Regions from separate parts of the Hordeum vulgare genome. Here region 2 is linked to region 1. A link is a contact called in public Hi-C data. All regions are on one chromosome and are shown on one strand. Each heading gives the region's core, a stretch centred on a gene start, on an enhancer-like site or on the middle of the called end of the contact. The rest is flanking DNA. Distances are from core to core; before and after follow the strand shown.

Region 1 (3,523 bases), core at 641-3,140:
TCGACTATCATGGTCCCTTGAACAACTCGATCAGTCAACACCCCCTGGACCATTGAAATTATTTTCCTTCGTCCAGGAAGCGAGAATCACCACAACCAAATAGCCAACCACAGTCCTCTTACACACATCACGTATCTTCCTGATGCATGCGCATGCATTCCATGTATGTTCGACTAGCACAAACAACACCATGTACGCAACGTGTCCTGAATCCTGCCTATGACTTTTGATTTCCCCTTTTCCTTATAACAAATTCTCGATAGTATGAACAACAAATCACCTTAGCATGCTCACTGTGTCTGTCTGCTGTGTCTCAATCTCCAGTACGCACGCGCCTCGAGCCTTGTACTTGCACGACTCCCAGGTAGGACATCGTCCACTGGCTAGCAGCGCACCCGCCCTCCTGCGGCACACCAACCAGCCACGCGGGGCCTGCCACCTGACAATTTCGCGTGCGCCACCGCCGAAACGATCGACCGCCTGGTGTAATCTCACCGAGACTATCTCATGCGGACTCCGCGAGAGCACTGCCAATGCCACCGCCCGCCGGGTTCGCCTCACAACCAAACCACCTTCCCGATGTCATCGAGTTGGCTACGAACAAATTACGATGCGTTGCGTTGCTGTCCGCTGCTCCTCTGAATCGATCTCGTTTGATCCGCCCAGAGCCGTCTTGTTTCCCATTGCTTCTATCTACCCTATGAGTTCCGTCGACCGCCCATCCAAACTTCTTCCAAACTTTCACGATCCGCGCGTCACCGGCATAGTTAACTGGGATTCCGGCTTCATCTCTCACCTCTACATCAACAACCTGCGGCCTCATCAAACCTTGTTCATTATACCACTTGTTAGAATAAATTCTAGGCACTCTGTCGATCATCCGAGAACCAAGCAATCACACAAGCACGACACCGAGATTTGTTAACGAGATTCATCGATATGACTACATCCCCGGGGCATGACTACCGGCGCTCATCCCCGTGACAACGTCATAATACCGCATCTTGACCGCCTTGGACGCCGGCACACGTCGCCGGCTCCCCCTGCACGTCTGTGCTATTATGTTGGCATAGGTTACATCGTGTGTCTACCCTCTCATTATATAATAGACCTAGGGATAGAGGTGTCCTAATAGGACACGACTCCTATCGTGTCTACACACAGTCCAAAATCAAGTCCAACTATAACCTACCTTGTAGAATAATATTCGACACAACTCTAACAAGCACTAGAAGCTTCAGTGCACCAGATATTTTCCCGCAAGTTTCATGGGTGTCAACCTAAGAAAATTATAATGGCTGCATCACACACAAACACGTACTTCCTCCGTCCCAAAATTCTTATCTTAAATTTATTTAGAAATGAATGTATCATCAAAATACTAAAACGTGAGTAGATACATTTAGACAAATCCAACACAACAATTTTGAGACGGGGAGTACCAGCGAGCTAGCTAGCGGCTGATGGACATGTCGAGGGTCGGGCTCGTTTGGACATGAGAGAAGAAGAGAATACCATCCCTCCAAGTGGAGTCTGTGACCGTGTGCGGTCCCATGCAGGTCGGCCTCGCTCAATCCCTCCAGCCGGTAGCGCGCGGCTGTGTGTGTGGCGACAACACAAGGGCCGGTGATAGATTTCCGCAGCTGTTCACACAAATTACCAGTATTTCGCCGCATAATCTGAATCCTTTTTGGTACTACGTACTTCACGTCAGTGTCAGTTCAGCTGGGAGTGGCTGGAACTGATGAGCGCCCGTGCGTTTCCGTGCATGGAGTTTCGTAGTGCTGTAGCACGGCATTAAGCAAAAGAGGGTCGCGATCCAACGAACTGTCGACGGCTATATCCCTCTTCCTTCCTTGGTAGTTCCCTCTTCCGCACGCACGCACGCACGCAGCGCGGGCAGCTTAAATTGACTGAAGCATCTGCCTGCCTGCCTGCCTGCTCGACTCATCTGCTTCTGAGGTTTGACTGATTGATATGCTTACACTAATAACCACTATCTTCGTTTACCACTACTGTACAAGTACAGCCTCTCACGGCTCACGGCATGCCTTGCTAAGCTGCTATGCTATGCATTACTGGAGATTAAGGGAGAGAAAAAGGTTAATTTGCGGGGTTCATGCGTGGGTGGGTGTGGTGGTTGGAGATGCCCTTGGTTGATCTCCTAACTCATTAGACATATCGATCGATCCCACTTGCCTAATATAAGCACGTTGGCAGCTAGCTAGCTATGGTATCCATGGAGGCCCATGCAGCAGGCACCCTAATCCTGCTCATGTACATGTACATGTACATGTGCGTGGGTGTGGAGCACGTCACCATTTCCAAATTCCAAGAGACCCATCGCCGTCCCACTTTCCCGTAACCTCCCCTTCGTCTTGTCTCCTACCCTCTTGCTGCTATTCGCTTAAACAATGTGCTGCCTGCTTAACATTATCATCATCATCACCAGCAGCTACTAACAAGTACTCCACTCCTATAAAACAAGTAGTACGAGAGTAGTAGAGTACCTACGTACCCTGCCGCAGCTGCACGAATCACGGGCGGGCTTAAGCCATTCCGAAGCAAAGCCGTGGCAGCTCCGGCCTTGGCCTCCTCTCCTTCCTTCCCAAGGCAAGCAAAGCAAAGCAAAGCAAAGCAAAGCGAGCGAGGGCGATGGGAGGAGACATGCAGCGGCGGGGCGGCGCCGTGCGGTTCAGGATGCCGCGGCGCCGGGCGCTGGCGGCGGGGCCGCCGCTGCTGTCCGGGGCGGCCGCGGCGGCGCAGGGAGAGCGCGGCGGGAAGAGCAGCAGGAGGAAGAAGATGGCGGTGGCGCGGCTGGGCGGCGGCCGCGGGGGCTTCTTCGGGGCGGTGCGGCGGCTAAGGATGCGGTGGGTGGCGGCGGCCTACCGGCGGGCGCTGCGTCGGCTGCGCGCCTTCTACGCCCGGGCGCTGGAGGACCTCATCGAGGGCGCGGCGGCCGTCAGCTCGCTGCACTCGCACTACGCCGGCGCCGACTGCTCCTTCGGCACCGCCTTCGCGCCCGCCGTCACCGTCGGCAACCGCTACTGACGCACCCCGCGCGCGCCGTGCGAGGATCTTCGATCGTCCGTGTACGTAGTGGTACTACTCGATCCCGTTTGACTCAGCTGCGAGCCGAGGGATCGATCCAAGTGAAGTGATACCTCCTTGATCTCTCATCTCTACGTGTACGTACCGTACAAATTCTGTTGTTTAAATTAGCTGCTTGCATGTTGCTGCTGCTGCTGCTACTTAATTTCTGAATTCTGATGATGAATCGGAGGACAGCGGATGATGATAAACTAAGCGAGGAAAGAAAGAATCCAACTTCTTTTTATTCGATGGCTGTTGCAACCTTTCTTTTTCAGAAAATTCGTTATACGTAGCTCACACTGCACATATTGTATCAACCCAAACTTCTTATCATTTACACGCATGATCTCTTCTTCACGATAAAGGTTTGTTATTAACTTGATGGACGCATCGACCAACCATAGCTGCATGCCCGGCGGCACCGTTGTCG
Region 2 (3,523 bases), core at 465-2,964, 36 kb before region 1:
GTTAATGTTCATGTGTCTTCAAGTTGGATCCCTCTAATCTACACTACTCTTCACCGAAGGGGGATGTTGTTCTATTGCATTGGTCCCATGGGGCATTAGCACGATCATTTTCCGACTCTCTACTATCCTAAGTTTTGCCTGGCGCCGGTGAGCAAGGGCCAATGATGGTGATGCGTCTTCAGCTCGCTAGGGTGCTTGTAGTCGTCGCTAGTTAGTCTACAAATGTGGACATAATCTTTATTATTTCTTGTGTTCCTTGTACTGCAATATTTGAAGGTGAATAGATTGGATGTTTTGCCCTGGAAAAAATGATCTGTCAACATCCAACTTTAACGCCTAGCTGGCGGGGCATACCACTGGACTGTGGCATGTTGTGATGGTGACTTAGTCGTTGTAGAACTGAACCCTGACGGCGGCAGCACCATCTTCCTTTTGATGATATCAGCTGTCGGTTGATGCGTTGAAGAGACTCGGCGTTGTCGATCAGAATTTTGCGAGAGGCTTCAATTGGAGGTGTTAGCTTATGGTGCATTGTCTCATTACGTACATATCAACTCTTCCATCACACCATCAACACATGCATACAATCATCTTCATTTAGCTTGTACAGTAGATTAAAAAGGAACTCAGGACCTTTGTTCCTCACCAAAACTAGGTCATCTTTATTTCGCTTGTTAGATGAAGAGCTACTTAAAGTAAACCTTGTAGTCGACTCAATCTCCCACAAGCCATTGCATGAATAAAGCACCTTGTTTTTTTAACAACAGATCATTGGATCAGGACTTGTTTTTTCTTTTTAAAAAATGATTCAGATCTAATATTAATGCTCACCTGAAATACAAAGCACCTCAATGCATCACTACGGTTAGGTAAGTTTTATGTGTTCTAGTTTTCCGGTTGTGGGACCATCCGGAAGGTTCTCATCCGGTCCAGGTTCATCTGTTTGTCTAGTTGTTTCTTTTTCTCGGTTTCTCCCCCCCCCCCCCCCCCCCCCCCGCCCCCAGTAAAAAGAATTTTCAAGTTTTTTTCGAAGAAAAGTTCACAAAATTCAAACAAATGCACCACTTAATAACAAGGTTCAACCTTTAAAAAATTACATTTAAAAAATATTTCGCAATTTTTTATCATCTAGTTGTTCTTTTCAAGAAATGCTCGCATTTTTCTAAAATGTTCACAATTTATAAAAAATTGCGAAATATTTTTTAAATGTAATTTTTTAGAAATAGTTTTTCAAATGTAATTTTTTTAAATATTTGAAAAAATTACATTTGAAATATTTGAAATGTTCTTTTCAGCTCGCTAGGGTGCATATAGGGTATACATACATCCAGGTAATAGTGCGAAAAACGGCAAATATTTGAAATTGAGAACATTTTCTGAATTTCAAGAAAAAAAATTAAACATGAAGTTAGGTTAAAAAACTAAGTAGAGAAAGAAAGGTAAAAAAGAAACAGAAGCCGAAAAAAGAAAAAAGAAAAAAACAAAACAGAAAAAATGACATAGAAATAAGTAGACCTGGAACTGCCTGCAGATGGAGATGGGTCGGCCGAGTTTATCGCGCCTCTGTATGTTTGCCCGACTATTTGAACCAAAAAGCGTCAAATAGGATTTTCCTTAAATATCTACAGGAAATTTGGGTTGCTACATGTGAGTGCCCTATGTGCGGGTGGGCTGGTCCAACCAAGCCTTATGTGAGCTTGCTTGGCATTCTCCGCAGGGAACGGCACATAGGACCTCCCGTAACATATGGTGCCAATGAGAGCCTGTCTTGATCACCTTCAGCACTATTTGGCGGAGGGAAAAAAGATTGTAACCTGGATGTATGTATACCCTATATGCAAAAAAATAGTAATTCGACAAACACTCCAAAAATTCTGAAAACATTTTTGAAATAAATTTGACATTCCATTATAGTTGTAAGAACAATTCTATAAAAAGAAAATTAAACTTTGACTTCTTTTCAAAAAAGACAATTTTTTGATCCAAATAAAGTGAATAGTGACCTATAATAGGAATTAAATTTGGTCTTTTTTGTTCAGAAGTCAATGTTGTCTTTTTTTGAGAAAATTTATATACCATTGCAAAACAAAGTCAAGTTTAATTTAAAAATAATTTGGAACTATTTTGACTTTCTAATTAATTATTAAAAAATCATATAAGATGTATATACAACCAGGAACCAAAACGCATTTCCCCTACTTGGCCACCTAGTGCTTACACGTGAGTCTGCGAGTCGTGACCCATTACGGTTTGCCTCTTGCTTGCTAAGTTGAGTTGTCCAATTAGCAGTTTCCAATTTATTTATAAACTAAAACATATAAAAATCATAGTTATAACAACAAAAATCAAGAAAAACGGATTTTGAAGAAAGTATTCTCAATTTTAAGAAGACCACAAATTATAAAAACTAATGAATTTAAAGAATATCACGAATTTGTAAAAAGTCTGTGAACTTGGAAAAATTTCATGAACTTGAAAAACTTTGTGATTATTTTAAATTGTATTTGAAAATAGATCAGAACTTAAAAAAATGAATTTGAAGCAAATCATGGATTAAAAAAGAATAAAAAAATAAAAAAAAATTGCAAATTAGGGAAAAAGTAAAAGAAAACTTAAAAACTGAACAAAAACCATTAAAACAAACACATAAAAATCGAGCAGAAAAACAACTGGAAGCTAGAAGAAGCTTCACAAAACCGGTGATTACCATCCATTGTGTAGTTATATGGGCCTGCCTGTTAGTTCGATGGGGTTGTGTCTCATGTACCAAATGGCATCTATTTCGTTCCATAAGCCCCAAATTATGAAATCACTAGTTAGGAGTTACCCTTTGCAAATGTCATTCCGCACTTTGTTAGGTGCTGACAAGTGGGTGTACTTCATATACGTCACTTGTTGTAATATGAAAGTTTTTGTTTTTCATATATTCGTTTAGTTAAAATATTTTATTTCTTGAACCGTGCTTTTAAATATCAAACCGTTTTTTTAAACGGAAAAAATTGACAAAAAACTTGAAAAAAGGGAAACCAAAGAAAAAAATCCGGTAAAAAAATACAGTTGCAATTTTCACATTTTTTTAATGGACATGCTATTATTTTTCCTTCTTCGGTGGGCATAGGTTGTGCTTTTCCCTCTCAAGGAGAACAATTGTGCTTCTCATGGAGGTACAATTGTGCTTGTGGAGGAAGCAAATTTGTTTTTCCACAAGAAACACAACTGTGCATATCGTTGAAACACATTTATTTTTTCTTTCAAGAAGCATAGTTGTGTTTCGTAAAAAACTAATCTCTGACACCTACGGTATTCCGGGAAAAAACAAAAAAGGCAATTTTTAAATAAAATTATCAGAAATCCAAATACACATATCAAAAGATACGTATCAAAATCTAGTTGGACCACCAAGCATGCGACATGTGACGGCGGCTTAATGCAACACTTGGCACACTCCCAAGGGGAAAATGGAAAAATGACCATTGCGGGAGCCCTCCAAGGTATAAGAGCAACTCTAGCAGACCGCGCATCT

Evidence for each region. Hi-C and Micro-C count contacts between places; a contact is called where the count stands out from the background.
Region 2: a Hi-C map of leaf shows a contact between it and region 1, with 2.1 times the contacts expected there. The contact joins the enhancer-like site here to the promoter of LOC123402781 in region 1. A contact is called at or near these places in 3 of 6 Hi-C or Micro-C datasets (leaf and seedling).

Annotation. Positions count from the first base shown.
Region 1 is chr6H:528,307,804-528,311,326 of MorexV3_pseudomolecules_assembly, reverse strand. LOC123402781 reads left to right here and starts at 1,890. Exons shown (of 1, transcript XM_045096743.1): 1 at 1,890-3,337. The coding sequence starts at 2,656. The coding sequence ends at 3,051.
Region 2 is chr6H:528,343,817-528,347,339 of MorexV3_pseudomolecules_assembly, reverse strand. No RefSeq gene overlaps it. Among protein-coding and RNA genes, the nearest start is that of LOC123405931, 36 kb to the left of the region's middle. Within about 2 kb of position 1,714, at least 2 of the 3 cell types and tissues checked have open chromatin away from gene starts, as enhancers often do. A contact at or near this core is called in leaf, where this site is marked.